Linked DNA regions of Sus scrofa: regions 1, 3 and 4 are each linked to region 2. A link is a contact called in public HiChIP or PLAC-seq data. All regions are on one chromosome and are shown on one strand. The core of a region is the stretch at or near the end of the contact, and the rest is flanking DNA. Distances in the headings are between cores, read along the strand shown.

Region 1 (2,972 bases), core at 304-2,803, 190 kb after region 2:
ATTCGGGTCTGAGCCCTGGCCCCACTCAGTGGGTTAAGGATCTGGGGTTGCCGTGAGCTGTGGTGTAAGTCACAGACTCAGCTTGGATCCTGCATTGCTGTGGCCGTGACATGGGCCGGCAGCTACAGCTCTGACTTGACCCCTAGTCCGGGAACTTCCATATGCCATAGGTGTGGCCCTAAAAGAAAAAAAAAAAAAAAAAAAAGAAAGAAAGAAGTAGTTAAGAGCATGTACCCTGGAGTCAGGCAGTGGGCTCAGATCTGCTGTCACTGGTTCTGTGGGCTTCAGTTTTTCTTCTTTCTGAAAAAGGAAGACTAAGAGTTCCTAACTTAGAGGGTTGCTGGAAAGATTAAATCTATAGAGTTAAGAACAGACTCTGGCATATATTAGGGCCTAATAAATGGCAGCGGTCATCTCCTTGGCCTCGGTCATAGGCTAAAATAGCTAACGAGCAGGGAACAGCTCTGTGGGGAGAAGGGCTCTCTGTGATTAGCACTGAGCACAGTGTCATGCTCAATTAGGCATTCAATAAGGTCACTGGTTTTTTTGCATATTAATAACTTAATTAAAGGGCCATTTCTTCTTATTGCTAGCAAAAAGATGTTACCCACTAAAAGTAATCACAACTGGAAATACTTCAAAAATCTATTTCTCCCTGGAAAATACATTAAGAGAAAGATAATAATAATGCTAAGTATTTATAACAAATATTTATTGCACCTTTACCATGTGCTCAAAACTGCTATAAATGCCTTAGATGCATTAGCTCATATAATCCTAAAACTAATCTTTGGAGTCAGGTTTATCAGTAAAACATTCTTAAAGCTAAACTTAAGCAAAATTTGTCTTTAAATATATAAATGTCAAATGAAAATCTGAGCAGACTAATTTCCAGTTCTAAGATATGTTATCTCCCCTACCCTTATTTTAAAATTGCTGAAATCCAGATGCATCTTATATTCAGTGTTTATGCTTACTATAATAATGTGTGTGTGTGTGTGTGTGTGTGTGTCTCATTGTTATTCTCTTGGTGACACATTTGCAAAAGGGAGGCAGCTCTGCAGTTCCAGAAGTCAGACTCCATGTTTTACTCATTAGCCCTCATTAACCAAATACATGCTGCTCAGATGCTCTGTTCCACAAAGGGCCTGAATGTGGATTAATTGCCAAAGAATTCCCCCTTTAAATTGTAGAAATTATGTAAGGCAGATAGGATCTGAAGGTTAAAGATGAAGTCATATGTCCCCAATCCTGCAGGGAGTTCATAGCCAAGCTCTGCCACTTTATTTCACTCTGGGGACCAAAGAAAGCACTAGAAATTCAAGGACACCAGTTAAATTCTGGATCTATCATTTGCTGGGTGCCACGGGCAGTTACAGAAATGCCCTGGGCTCTTGTTCTTCATCTGTTACAGGATATCAACTGTCCCTACAGAACGTCTAAGGATATTAAGAGTAACTAATGAGATTGTTTTGGTTCCAACATAACTCACATTTTCTCCCACTCATATCTGTTTCCTCTTTCACCACACACGACGGCTTCAATCTCCCACCCCATGAATGATTCAACCTATTAAGGAAACCAGCGACTCGCCTGCAGCTAATAACATAGTTCTGCTTCATTACTCCTTGAATGAATTTCATTTTCTTCAATCTTTGAGAAGAATCTATTCAATTTCAAAAAAGATAGGTGTTAACAAGAAATAGACAGCATAAAGCACCAAAGAGAGATGTCACTGAGTCCATGGCAATAGTTGTTTTTTTGTTTTTGTTTTTGTTTTTGACGGTGGCTTCTTTGACAAATGGAAGCAGTCAACATGGAATGCTCTAATCTTCCACTACCAACGCTACCATCCCACCTGCACCCACTTCCACTTCTTGGACAGTGGGGGAACCTTCTGGGTGCCCATCAAAGACCCACTCGAATTCTAGACCTCCACTCCTAGCTTCTAGCCATGCATATGGTTCCTGCCATCACCACTTGTCCTCTCATTCTCTCTTTTCTCATCAATTTCTCCCTTTTTATTCAGATCATTCTCATCAGCATACAAATATGCTCTGATATAGTCTGTCCTTAAAACATCCCCATTGGACTTCACCTCCATATCCAGCAAATTCCCTATTCCTCTGCTCTCCTTTATGGCAGGGCTCCTTCAAAGAGCTTCCTGTACTAGAGAGCTACATAACTCAACTTTTGGCACCCCTCCTCTTCTCCCCTTAACTCACCCGAGTTAAGCTTTTTTTCCCCCCACCATGCTATCACCATTGTTCTTTTTAAGGTCATCAGCGACCTACACTGGACCAAATCCTATAGTCCATTCTCAGGCCATATACTTTCACTTCCAATGGCTGGCACCCTTGGCTACCACACCTCAGTCCTCACACCTCTTCTCTTTCTCCCACCTTCCCTGATGTGCTTCTTGGTCCCATGACTTTAAATACCATCTGTATCCTAGGGAACGCCTCCAAATTTACATCTCCAACCATGAGCTGCCCTCTGAATTCCAGCTACATCTCCACTCAAGCATTTCAAACTCAACAAATTCAAAACCAATCTTGATTGTCTCCAACAACCTCGTTTTTTTCCCCCTTCTGTTTCAATAAAAGGCACCAGCATTTTGTTCCAGGTCTTAAAGATTGAAGTTGTCCCTGATTTTATCTCACGTCTTGTATAGAAGCCACTCTAAAATCTCATCAACTTGATCTTCAAAAAATATCCCGAATTTGAACACTTCTTACCTCATTCACTATTACCAACCTGTCTAAGCTCCTGTTACCTCTCACATAGATTTCTCCATTGGCTTTCTTTCTTTTTTTTTTTTTTTTGTCTTTTTGCCATTTCTTGGGCCGCTCCTGTGGCATATGGAGGTTCCTAGGCTAGGGGTGGAATTGGAGCTATAGCCACTGGCCTACACCAGAGTCATAGCAACGCGGGATCCAAGCTGTGTCTGCGACCTACACCACAGCTCACGG
Region 2 (3,281 bases), core at 283-2,782:
GTTAACGAATCCGACTAGGAACCATGAGGTTGCGGGTTCGGTCCCTGCCCTTGCTCAGTGGGTTAAGGATCCGGCGTTGCCGTGAGCTGTGGTGTAGGTTGCAGACGCGGCTTGGATCCCATGTTGCTGTGGCTCTGACGTAGGCCGGAGGCTACAGCTCCGATTGGACCCCTAGCCTGGGAACCTCCATATGCCGCGGGAGCGGCCCAAGAAATAGCAAAAAAAGACAAAAAAAAAAAAAAAGATAAAAAAGCTAGTAAGAGGGAGTTCCTGTTGTGGCTCAGTGGTTAACAAACCCAACTAGCGTCCATGGGGACGCGGGTCCGATCCCTGGCCTTGCTCAGTGGGTTAAGGATCCAGCGTTGCTATGAGCTGTGGTGTAGGTCACAGACATGGCTCAGATCTGGTGTTGCTATGGCTGTGGTGTAGGCTGGCAGCTACAGCTCTGATTCGACCCTTAGCTTGGGAACCTCCATGTGCCACGGGTGCGGCCCTAAAAAGACAAAAAAAACAAAAACAAAAAAAGCTAGTAAGGGGTGAAGAGGGGACTTCAACCACAGCATGAAGGACTATTGGATCGGAGAAAGAAAATGTACTTGACGACTTCGATTTGATTCTAACAGCATCGATGACCCACAAGGCATTAGCTGGGGCCATCTCCAAAGTTCTGCGGAGAGAGAAGTGAACAGAGACCACACATGTTCTGGGAAAAGGAAAAAAAGACACGTCCATCCATAACAGAGTAACCTTTCTCTTGCTAAGAAAACTAGTCTCGGGGAAACTGCGCGGGGGGGAAATGCTCTTGACGAATGAATTCTTTCTACCAAGCTACTGTTAAAATTCAACTATTGCTAAAACAACATTTTCTTGTTTATTTTGATTTTGAATTATTTCTGATATTAAGACTTACTATAATGAACTGTCTTTCTAGAAAAGGAAGTATTTTCAAATATGCTGGTAAGAGTTTTTCACAGGAAAATGTCCCACCATGAATACCACAGCAATATTTCTTTAAAGAAGTATTTAAATGATGTGTCTCATCCTCCCAGATTATTGCAAGGTTATCAAAGACAAGTAATAAGAATACTGACGGTCACACAGATTTATAAAACCTCCCTCTCTCTTCTCTGCAGCAGGGCATGACTGCAAAACAGATCTGATACAAAAAATGAAAAACGAAGAAACTACAAATACGTGTTCAAAAACTTGAACAATCGCTGATGGTTACTTCGCTCTCCTCTCGGCCTCCTGGCTAAGAATCTGAACACCAGGCCAAGGAGTCTTGCAGCAACAAGTCAGAGTTCCTCTCCTTTTTTATCTTGAACTCCATCAGGATTACGGCTGTTCCCACAAAATTGAATGTGAAGTTCAGCAAAACTAAACAAAAAACATTATCTTTCACCTTCTGTTCTGGAGCCAGGTCTGCTCCACCTTCACTTTTTCCACTGAGCCTCTCCCTAGGATGGCTCAGGATAACAATGACTTTGCATTATGCACAGGGCAGTTCTTGGGGAGCATGAGTCAGAGGCAGACGCAGACACCAACAGCGCCAGCTCTGGAAATAACGGCTGCAGCTCTTTCCTCCAGGGTGGAAGGTGGTGGTCACCAAGCCGGCCTTGCCCAAACCTCCCCTGCTGGGAGGTCAAAGGCCAGGGAAACAGGTAAAGTGTGTGTGTTCGCAGGCACGGGCACCCGAGCTGTACACGCACATCAGCAATCCTTTGTTGGAAGCAAATTCAGCATGGTTTGGATCTGTTTTGTGATAATCTGGTGCTCTATGATTAGGTAAAGCTATTGTTGACTAAGCCAGTGACTTAATCTCTAATAAAGCCTCAAGGTACGCTGAGATTAGGAACACGGGAGTATCATCTATGCCTTCTCTCCAGCGCCCTTCCTTCTGCTGGGAGCGGGGGGGGGGGGGCTCCACGAGGCTGAAACAGCTTCTCATTTGGGACGGCATCTGCCAGTTGTGTTGCAGAGAAAACCCGGGCAGCTTCTTTCCCAACCCATAATATTCCTACTCACTTTGCCCTGCCAAATGTACACAGAGTTCTGGGGAACTAAACCTTTTATGATCCAAGTTCAGCATTTATCGATACTGTTTTGTGGGTGGAGGTGGTTTGATTTGGCCTGTAAGCTAACAGCCAAGTTCAGCAAGACCGCAGAAAAACTTCCTTTTAAATGTGCAATACATCAAGGCGCGAATGCATTTAAACATGGAAAGCAGCCTTGCACTTTAGATAAAAAAAAGATAACAAACATTAAAAAATATTTGCACAGACTGAAGAAAAGGCATTTGTAAGTACCTTTAGAGCCTTCCCAAATAAAATGCCTTGTTCTCGGGTCACACTATTGTTAGATGAAAAAGAGCAAAAATATTTTCATGTCACAGCTGCTTGGTCCGTGACAAACATGACAAAAACTTCAGATAATCTGTGCCTTGTAAAGTTCACTAAAGGCAAAATTTCACACTGGCCCTAACACCCTTCCAGACACCCAGCTGTCTCACCACGAAGTCCTGCCCGCTCGGAGCCCTCAAGGTCTGACCCAGTCCACGCCCACCCAAGCCAGGATGGGAGGGTCCTCGGGAAACTCACTCTGGACGAGGTTCTAGGCCACCAGGGCTGGACTGGGAGTGCCCCGCTGCATCTCCCGGCACTTCTTTCCCGCCGCCCTCCGGTGCCTGTGCCCCACAACGTGACAACGACCAGCCACACACGCTTCTCCCCAGGAACGCAGAGCTGCTCCGCTTCTACGGCTTCTTTTGAGGAGCTGCCCAGGCAGACAGCTGGAGAGAGCAGCGCCTGGTCTCAGGCCAGCACCACGGACCTCCGCGTTCTCACATGTAAACCAAGGGTTGGAGGGACAGAGGCCACAAGACTTCGGCCGACGGCCTGACAACCCCGGTTCTGCACCGGCTTCCCAGGGGATGCGCGCATGCGCAGCAACGCGAGCGCCTAGGCACCCCCGCTCCCCCCAAGCCGTCTCCCGACTCCGTGTACTCTTGTGGCCCAGCGCACTCAAGTGCCAGGGACCTCGAGTGGCCTTCACGCTCCTCCAAATGCTTGAGCTATAATTTTTTCCGGTTATTTTAGACAGCTCCTTGCTGGTGATGATTTTGTTTTCTGAAGTTACCGGAACGCTTAGTTCTTCCCGGTGTTCCACGCAGCAGCACTGCCCAAAGATGAGCTTCCCACAACTCCGAGAACCAGGTTCTCTTTGCCATCGAGAAACATGGCCACTCAACATGACCAAGAATCATTTCAGAGAATATAAGCGTT
Region 3 (3,285 bases), core at 37-2,536, 170 kb after region 2:
TTATGTGTGGACTGCTGAGGCTGACATTGAAGTGACATCTGAAAGCAAACACCCCAGTGAAACTGTTATGTAAACCGAAATGGCTAGACATTCCAGGCCCTTGCAGCACAGGGCAGGCTGTGCTGACCATAGCTCGCCACCTGGAAGTAGCCAGTATTTCTCAACAGAAATAGATGGATGCAGATATCCCCTTTGATTTTACAGTAAAGATAGTATTTTATTTTATTTTATTTTGCTTTTTAGGGCCACACCCGAGACATATGGAAGTGCCCATGCTAGGAGGTGAATTGGAGCTACAGATGCTGGCCTATGCCACAGTCACAACATTGCCAGATCCTGAGCCCAATCTGCGACCGACAGCACAGCTCACAACAACGGCAGATTCTTAACCCACTGAGCAAGGCCAGGGATCAAACCTGCATGGATACTAGTTGGGTTTGTTACTGCAAAGCCCCGATGGGTACTCCTAGAGATAGAATTTTACACTGGATAAAACTGTGTAAGTAATGGTGATCTCAAGTTGTTCAAGCTTTCAGAGCAAGGCTTTATAAACTTGATAGGTAGTAACAGGAAGACTTTGCTGTTTCCAATCTGAATGGTAGGAACTAAATTTAATCAAAACAGCAGGCCACAGACTGAAAAGTATATAATATAATATGGACTAATGAGTTATTAGCTCATGTTCACTACAATGAGATTAACTCCCAACAGCATCATAATCAGATCTTGGTATTTTGCTGGGTTAGATCTACGTCCAAAGGACGTCTAGCCAGAAATAAGGTTAATGCATTTCACATTAAAATTCTGACTTAAGTTGCTTTTAAAAAAATCTTCACATTTCATAAACTGATTATGAATCATCAAACCCCTCAAAACCCCTTACATAAACAGTCTTAAAAAAAAATCCTTTTTGAACAGTAGTTAGTTACATGGATGCTGCTTGCATTTTTAATCAACCAATGAACTTTATTTGTAAAACCAAAGATATGATTTTCAAAAGCCATATAAATTTAATGTGCATCACACCAAAAAAATCTGCATATTCAAGTGAACGGCTTTAAAAAAAAAAATTCCTCAAACTAAAAACTGAAGCCATTGATCTCTTCTACCGGCTTTTCTTAAAGCAAACAATCTGAAACATTCTTTTTGAAAAGTGGCTTCACTGATGCTTGTTATATTTTTAATCAACCAATAAGCTTCATTTGTAAAATGCAAGACTTGGCTTACTAATGCCATGAGGCCTGGGCAGAATCATCAGAGAGCGGAGCCCTGCATTTCCTTTGTGCATGAGAGTTAATAGGATTAGGGCTTGAAGAATTGAATAAAACCCTGAGCTGGTTAAGATGGATGTATCACATTTCAGGGTTCCCGTTTCATAACCGGCATGCCCCGCATTTCATAAAATAAAACATGCTGGGGAGCTTATTTAAATGGTTCTTCAGGAATACGCTGATTTCAGAAACTTTAAAAGGAAACGAGTGTCCATTTCCTTGAGCCATATGGCTTTCTGTGTACTCAGCCTGCTCGGTTTTTTGGCGTGCTCCTGCTTCACAGTCAGCCATTCTCAGCTCTGGTCCAGTTACGTGGAGAAGGGAGGACACATTTTTGTGCCCAGAGAATTTCTGTGTATGATTTGATAGTCTCTAATTTTCACAACGATGCCATCTGCACTGGCCTTCAGCAGCTGTGAATATGAATATAGCCAATCGAACCTCAGACGCCAAAGACCTGTTATCTTCCTGCAGATCATGTAATGGAACTGGGGGTCTGCTGCTTTCTGCTATCAAGGTGGTTATTATCAAGTATAATTTGTGGTTGGAAATGTTTGGCATTCCTGTCTAGCAGTAGCCCAGAATGTTTAGAATAGATTTTTACATAGGAGTTCAAACATCTGTCCGTTTCAGGTCAGAATTTCTGTGAGAACTTAAGCGTATAGTATCTAAACAAATGCAGCTGTCCCAGATTAAATGGGAATGGTTTCTTGCATTACGATGCCAAGAAAGGGTCAAGTTTAAAATTAAGACTATAAGAAGAAGCTTAAGAATGATAAGCAAAAGGTATTCTCATTCTACAAAATGCCAGGTAATGTTACCAATTAAGAGCTGGACTTGAAGGCTGTTTAAGCACTATCCGGGCAAAAGACTCCTTTAATTAGCAGTTTATAACACCAATTTGCCTAGGGATTAAAATGCAGCATTACAATTTCATTATCGATTCCTTTCATTTGCAATTCCTCTATTACAGGAAGCCAGTTTGAAGTGAAAAGTGCTTAGTAAATGAGAGCTGTATATAAAACTGCAAAGAAATAGAACGTCAAATTTTGGAAAGGAAGTCGAAAAAGATTATTAAAACAAGCTGTGATGATCTTAACAAAGACACACAGAACCTGTTACTAGGAAGAGTTGTTTGGTCAAATTTCCTGTTTTTTCCTAAGTCCTGGTTTGTTTTAAACATGTCGTCAGCGCACAGTTTATTGCTTCTGATTAACGTCTCTACATGTAAAATCAAGAACTGTTCTCCCGGACTTCTTATTTAAAGATTTTCTAAACAATAAGGATTTTCTCTTTCTTCCCCAGACTGTGGTCTTCACCCTAATTAAGCGCTGATTAGCCGTGGATCAAAATAGTTGAAAATTAATATTAGAAACTAGAAAGTTACCCAAGCATGGGTTAATGAAAGTGTTGGAAAATGAGAATTTCATAAAATGTCACTTTATTCCTAAGCAATTTTACTGCAAGAGTCTAGAAATCACCTTGGAATGCTACAAAGCACCTCAAATCAAAGCCACACTAGTGTTGAGGATCGATCTTTGTCCTGTTGTGTTCGCTTAAAAAAAAGAAAAACGTCTCTGCAAAGACATAGCTGACTTTAACGGCAACATATTATAAAATTAAAAAAAAAAAACTGAATCATACCATTGTGTGTGAAATGTAGGGAAATAAAAATTCCTCCCTTGGGAAAAGAGTATAAAACATTAACATTTTTTTGAGTATTTTATAAATTAGGCAGCTTCATTAAACACATACCATTAGAAATCTCTTCTATTACTGACAACACTTTTCTTAATGGTCTTTACATGTTTAAAAAATGGCTCCTGAAAATGTGCATTTATATTATATAAATAAAACCTTAATTAATATAAACATACCCCAGATATAAACTTTTTAGAAATGTCAGCTCAAAACTTTCCAGTCTAAATAAATCCTCTTATAAATGGTCCAGCAAAGCCATTTTTAACGCATTTTTTCTCCTAAAAAGCTCATAGAGATTTACAGGCACAATCCA
Region 4 (3,226 bases), core at 624-3,123, 230 kb after region 2:
GGTGTTGCTGTAGCTGTGGTATAGGCTGGCAGCTGCAGCTCCAAGTCAGCCCTTAGCCTGGGAACTTCTATATGCCCTGGGGGTGGCCCTAAAAGACAAAACCAACCAATGAACAAAAAATTCCGTTTTGGGGTATATTATAGTATACCTATTATATTAAAACTGTGCTAAGCGTGTACAATTTATAAATAAATCTAAATATATAGACGGGTGACTTCAAAATTTGATGTATAATCAGAAAAGTGTGGGACCTCCTGCACTAAATGGTGACCCCATCTTCTTCACAGCCATGAAGCAAGGCCCTCGGCAGTGCCTGACACCCGGCAAGTCTTCAGCCACCACCGACAGAATGAAGGCTGCATTCCACAGCCAATTTGCAAAGGACTCCGAGATACTTCTCCAAGAATCATGTCTTAGAGTGTGTTTTGACAGAGTTCCCCTCGTGGCTCAGCAGTTAATGAACCCAACTAGTATTCATCAGGACGTGGGTTCGATCCCTGGCCTCACTCAGCTGGTTAAGGGTCCAGTGTTGCCATGAGCTGTGGTGTAGGTCGCAGACTCAGCTCGGATCTGGCGTTGCTGTGGCTGTGGTGTAGGCCGGCGGCTACCGCTCCCATTAGACCCCTAGCCCAGGACGCTCCATATGCAGCGGGTGTGGCCCTAAAAAAAAACAAAAGACCAAAAAAAAAAGTACGTTTTGAGGAGGTGGTTTTCTTGAGACCACAATGGCCCCATGAAACACGCACTGTAAAGGGGAGGGGGCCTGGGTACCACATTTGAGGAAATGTTGCATAATCAGCCCTGCCTTTGAGAGGCACATGTACGCCAGGACATTAAACCAGGATAGTAAGGATATTAAAGGCTTTCTTAGAAGCCCTCCAGGAAAGACTCCCTTTCAACTTTGTTTAATCCATTCATTTCCTAAACCAATTAACCCACAGTTCCTTTTCCCACATTATTAACATTCCACACAACTAGTCTTGGAACCTATGTAGAAAATCCTGATTTAGGCTAAAAATCTCACGTTTCCTTGGAGCCAGAGAATCATCAGCATTCACCACACCTGCCCATTGATATGAGTCTGCTGAATAGCTTCCTGGCTTTGCCCATCCATCCCTTTCCAAACTGCCAGCTTTCAAGAGGCTGTTTAGAAATTGCCCATGTGTGATAGCAGCCAGAAACTTCGCCTTGACTCATTGGCGGAGCAGGGCCTCAGGGTCTCCTCTCAAGACGACACCAACTCAAAAACTAGGCTCTGCCAACCACGGTCCCCGTATCTCAGCAAACCAGCCTCGAAGGCTCACAGGAGCACCCCACGGCCTTGCGCATCCTGAGTTTTGGCTGGGGAGCCCAGCTATCATTCACGCTGTCCTGAAACGGAATTCCAAGATTTCCATTTTCGGGTGAAAAGGGGAGGAGATTATTTTCAGCAGGCTGGCTGGGAACGTGGAGGGCCGATTTGGCGTTCTGTCTTCCTGGAACGAGGTCTAGACTTTCTGAGGAGTCACCTCTATAAATAGCATGGTTAGTTAACCAAGAAATATAACATGTCCTACTTCAAGCCCCACTCCCGGGGTGAAGTCAGGGTGGGCTTTTGCAATGTGCCCACAAATCCCACAGAGCAATCCATTTTTTAAAAAGTAAAAACACTCCTCTTTTAAAGGAGTGTTTCCTCACATCTTTGGCCTTTTAAAGTTAATGCTCCTTTTTAAGAAAAGTAGCTGGGATACTCTTCCAATTACATGTGGGGGCAGTTGGTGGGGGTAAAGCAACAAGGCAATCTCTTACCCACTTTATGCAAACAGGCCTCTGGGGCTCGGATGTCAGTGGGTTCCAGCTACACACTGGCTGTTACACAACAGAGGCGATGTTCCCTGGAGCAGAGCTATTCATATACCGTGCCTCGCTCGAGACCTGTTTCTGAAGTTGGTGTTTCCCCCCAAAGGAGTCTAGCCTTAAAAGAAATAGATCTGCAGCTCTGTGCCCACATGCGTACACAACACAGTCCAAGCCAGGAGCATCTGCTCACTCCGCATAGTGGTCCGAGGAGTGAGAATCCACAAGACTGGGAATATTCCGACTCAGACAACTTGGCACATTCAAGTCCATGGTTCTTTTGCACTCAAAGGGTATATGTTCTATTCAGTTATGATGCTTCTGGAAAGAAATAACTGAGAGGAGGAAAAAAAAAAAAAAAAACAGTCTTTTCTTTGCGATGGAAAATGGAAAGGTTTGGTTGACTGGCCATCGCAGGCTCAAGCCTGGAAGAGATTAGGGGCCTGCAATGACATCAATAGAGGGAGACGATTACAAATGTAGGTAGAGGGATGATTGCTTCAGAAAGGCCTTTCAAAGGCTTGACAACTTCTCTTGAAGGATGGTCCCAATAGTGTTCTCTGAAGGCAGGGCTGCCAGTCTATGCGTGTGCAGGACAGTTCAAAGAAAACAAAACACTTAAGCGTAATCTTTTGGAGGGTGAGGAATCATGGCATAATGATGATAAAATGCTACTTCTGCATCTGACAAGCAGCACAGCTGTTTGATGGTAAGGAGAAGATTCTGGCTGAGCCAAAAGCTGTGAGTTCACTTGGCCTATGGTTCTTCAAGAGAGAGAGAGAGAGAGAGAATCGCCCCAACATACTTGTGTGATCCAGGAATTAGCCTGGTAGCGGCCTCAAAGCGTGCCCATGGTGAACCTGGACCTTTAAGTAGACTCCGTGATGTTGTGGTTCCACAGGGGGTCCTCGAAGCAAAAGTATATACCTCAGAGAGGGTCACAGAGAAGTCCTGCCCAAGTCTGAACCCCAGGCTCTGAGAGCCATCCCAGGCTGAGGCCCTTGCACTACTGTCTCTGACTTCCCAGCTCTAAGTGACTCGGGGACATCATGCATCATTCTATGCTTGTGCTGTAAAGGACAGGGCACATGCATACCTTCTCGCACTACCTGCCACAGTCAACACAACCTGATATTGTCCCAACGAACCAAATAACCACAGCCAGGGGCTTCTAGAGTCCCAGAGAAGGTGCACCTTATGAAAACCAGTTCCTATTTCAAGAAAGAGAAACGAAGATCTAGAACACATGGCAAACGGGGAAAGGCATTCTATAATACAGGAGGAAAACAGAGTCAAATAACTTTCTCAGGAAAAAAAATATGGAAATGGCAAACAAAGCAGAGGAGTTCCCGTTGTGGCTCCACGGGTTAAGAACCTGACTAGTCTCCAC

Evidence for each region. HiChIP or PLAC-seq counts read pairs in DNA pulled down with a chosen protein or histone mark.
Region 1: a contact with region 2 is called in an H3K27ac HiChIP or PLAC-seq map of alveolar macrophages. The contact joins two enhancer-like sites. A contact is called at or near these places in 2 of 2 datasets of contacts at active chromatin or transcription factors (alveolar macrophages and skeletal muscle).
Region 3: an H3K27ac HiChIP or PLAC-seq map of skeletal muscle shows a contact between it and region 2. The contact joins two enhancer-like sites. A contact is called at or near these places in 11 of 47 Hi-C or Micro-C datasets (adipocytes, alveolar macrophages, embryonic fibroblasts and 7 more) and 2 of 2 datasets of contacts at active chromatin or transcription factors (alveolar macrophages and skeletal muscle).
Region 4: an H3K27ac HiChIP or PLAC-seq map of skeletal muscle shows a contact between it and region 2. The contact joins two enhancer-like sites. A contact is called at or near these places in 4 of 47 Hi-C or Micro-C datasets (embryonic fibroblasts, fibroblasts and heart right ventricle) and 2 of 2 datasets of contacts at active chromatin or transcription factors (alveolar macrophages and skeletal muscle).

What each region holds. Positions count from the first base shown.
Region 1 is chr10:27,329,333-27,332,304 of Sscrofa11.1, forward strand. The region is part of intron 5 of C10H9orf3 (aminopeptidase O); the gene reads right to left. Among named protein-coding and RNA genes, the nearest start is that of C10H9orf3, 140 kb to the right of the region's middle. Within about 2 kb of position 1,554, at least 2 of the 83 cell types and tissues checked have an H3K27ac peak or open chromatin away from gene starts, as enhancers often do. A contact at or near this core is called in alveolar macrophages, where this site is marked.
Region 2 is chr10:27,143,734-27,147,014 of Sscrofa11.1, forward strand. All of the region lies in intron 14 of C10H9orf3 (aminopeptidase O), which reads right to left. Among named protein-coding and RNA genes, the nearest start is that of MIR23B, 65 kb to the left of the region's middle. Within about 2 kb of position 1,533, at least 39 of the 83 cell types and tissues checked have an H3K27ac peak or open chromatin away from gene starts, as enhancers often do. A contact at or near this core is called in alveolar macrophages, embryonic fibroblasts, liver and 1 more, where this site is marked.
Region 3 is chr10:27,311,430-27,314,714 of Sscrofa11.1, forward strand. All of the region lies in intron 5 of C10H9orf3 (aminopeptidase O), which reads right to left. Among named protein-coding and RNA genes, the nearest start is that of C10H9orf3, 160 kb to the right of the region's middle. Within about 2 kb of position 1,287, at least 21 of the 83 cell types and tissues checked have an H3K27ac peak or open chromatin away from gene starts, as enhancers often do. A contact at or near this core is called in liver and skeletal muscle, where this site is marked.
Region 4 is chr10:27,368,513-27,371,738 of Sscrofa11.1, forward strand. The region is part of intron 5 of C10H9orf3 (aminopeptidase O); the gene reads right to left. Among named protein-coding and RNA genes, the nearest start is that of C10H9orf3, 100 kb to the right of the region's middle. Within about 2 kb of position 1,874, at least 13 of the 83 cell types and tissues checked have an H3K27ac peak or open chromatin away from gene starts, as enhancers often do. A contact at or near this core is called in embryonic fibroblasts and skeletal muscle, where this site is marked.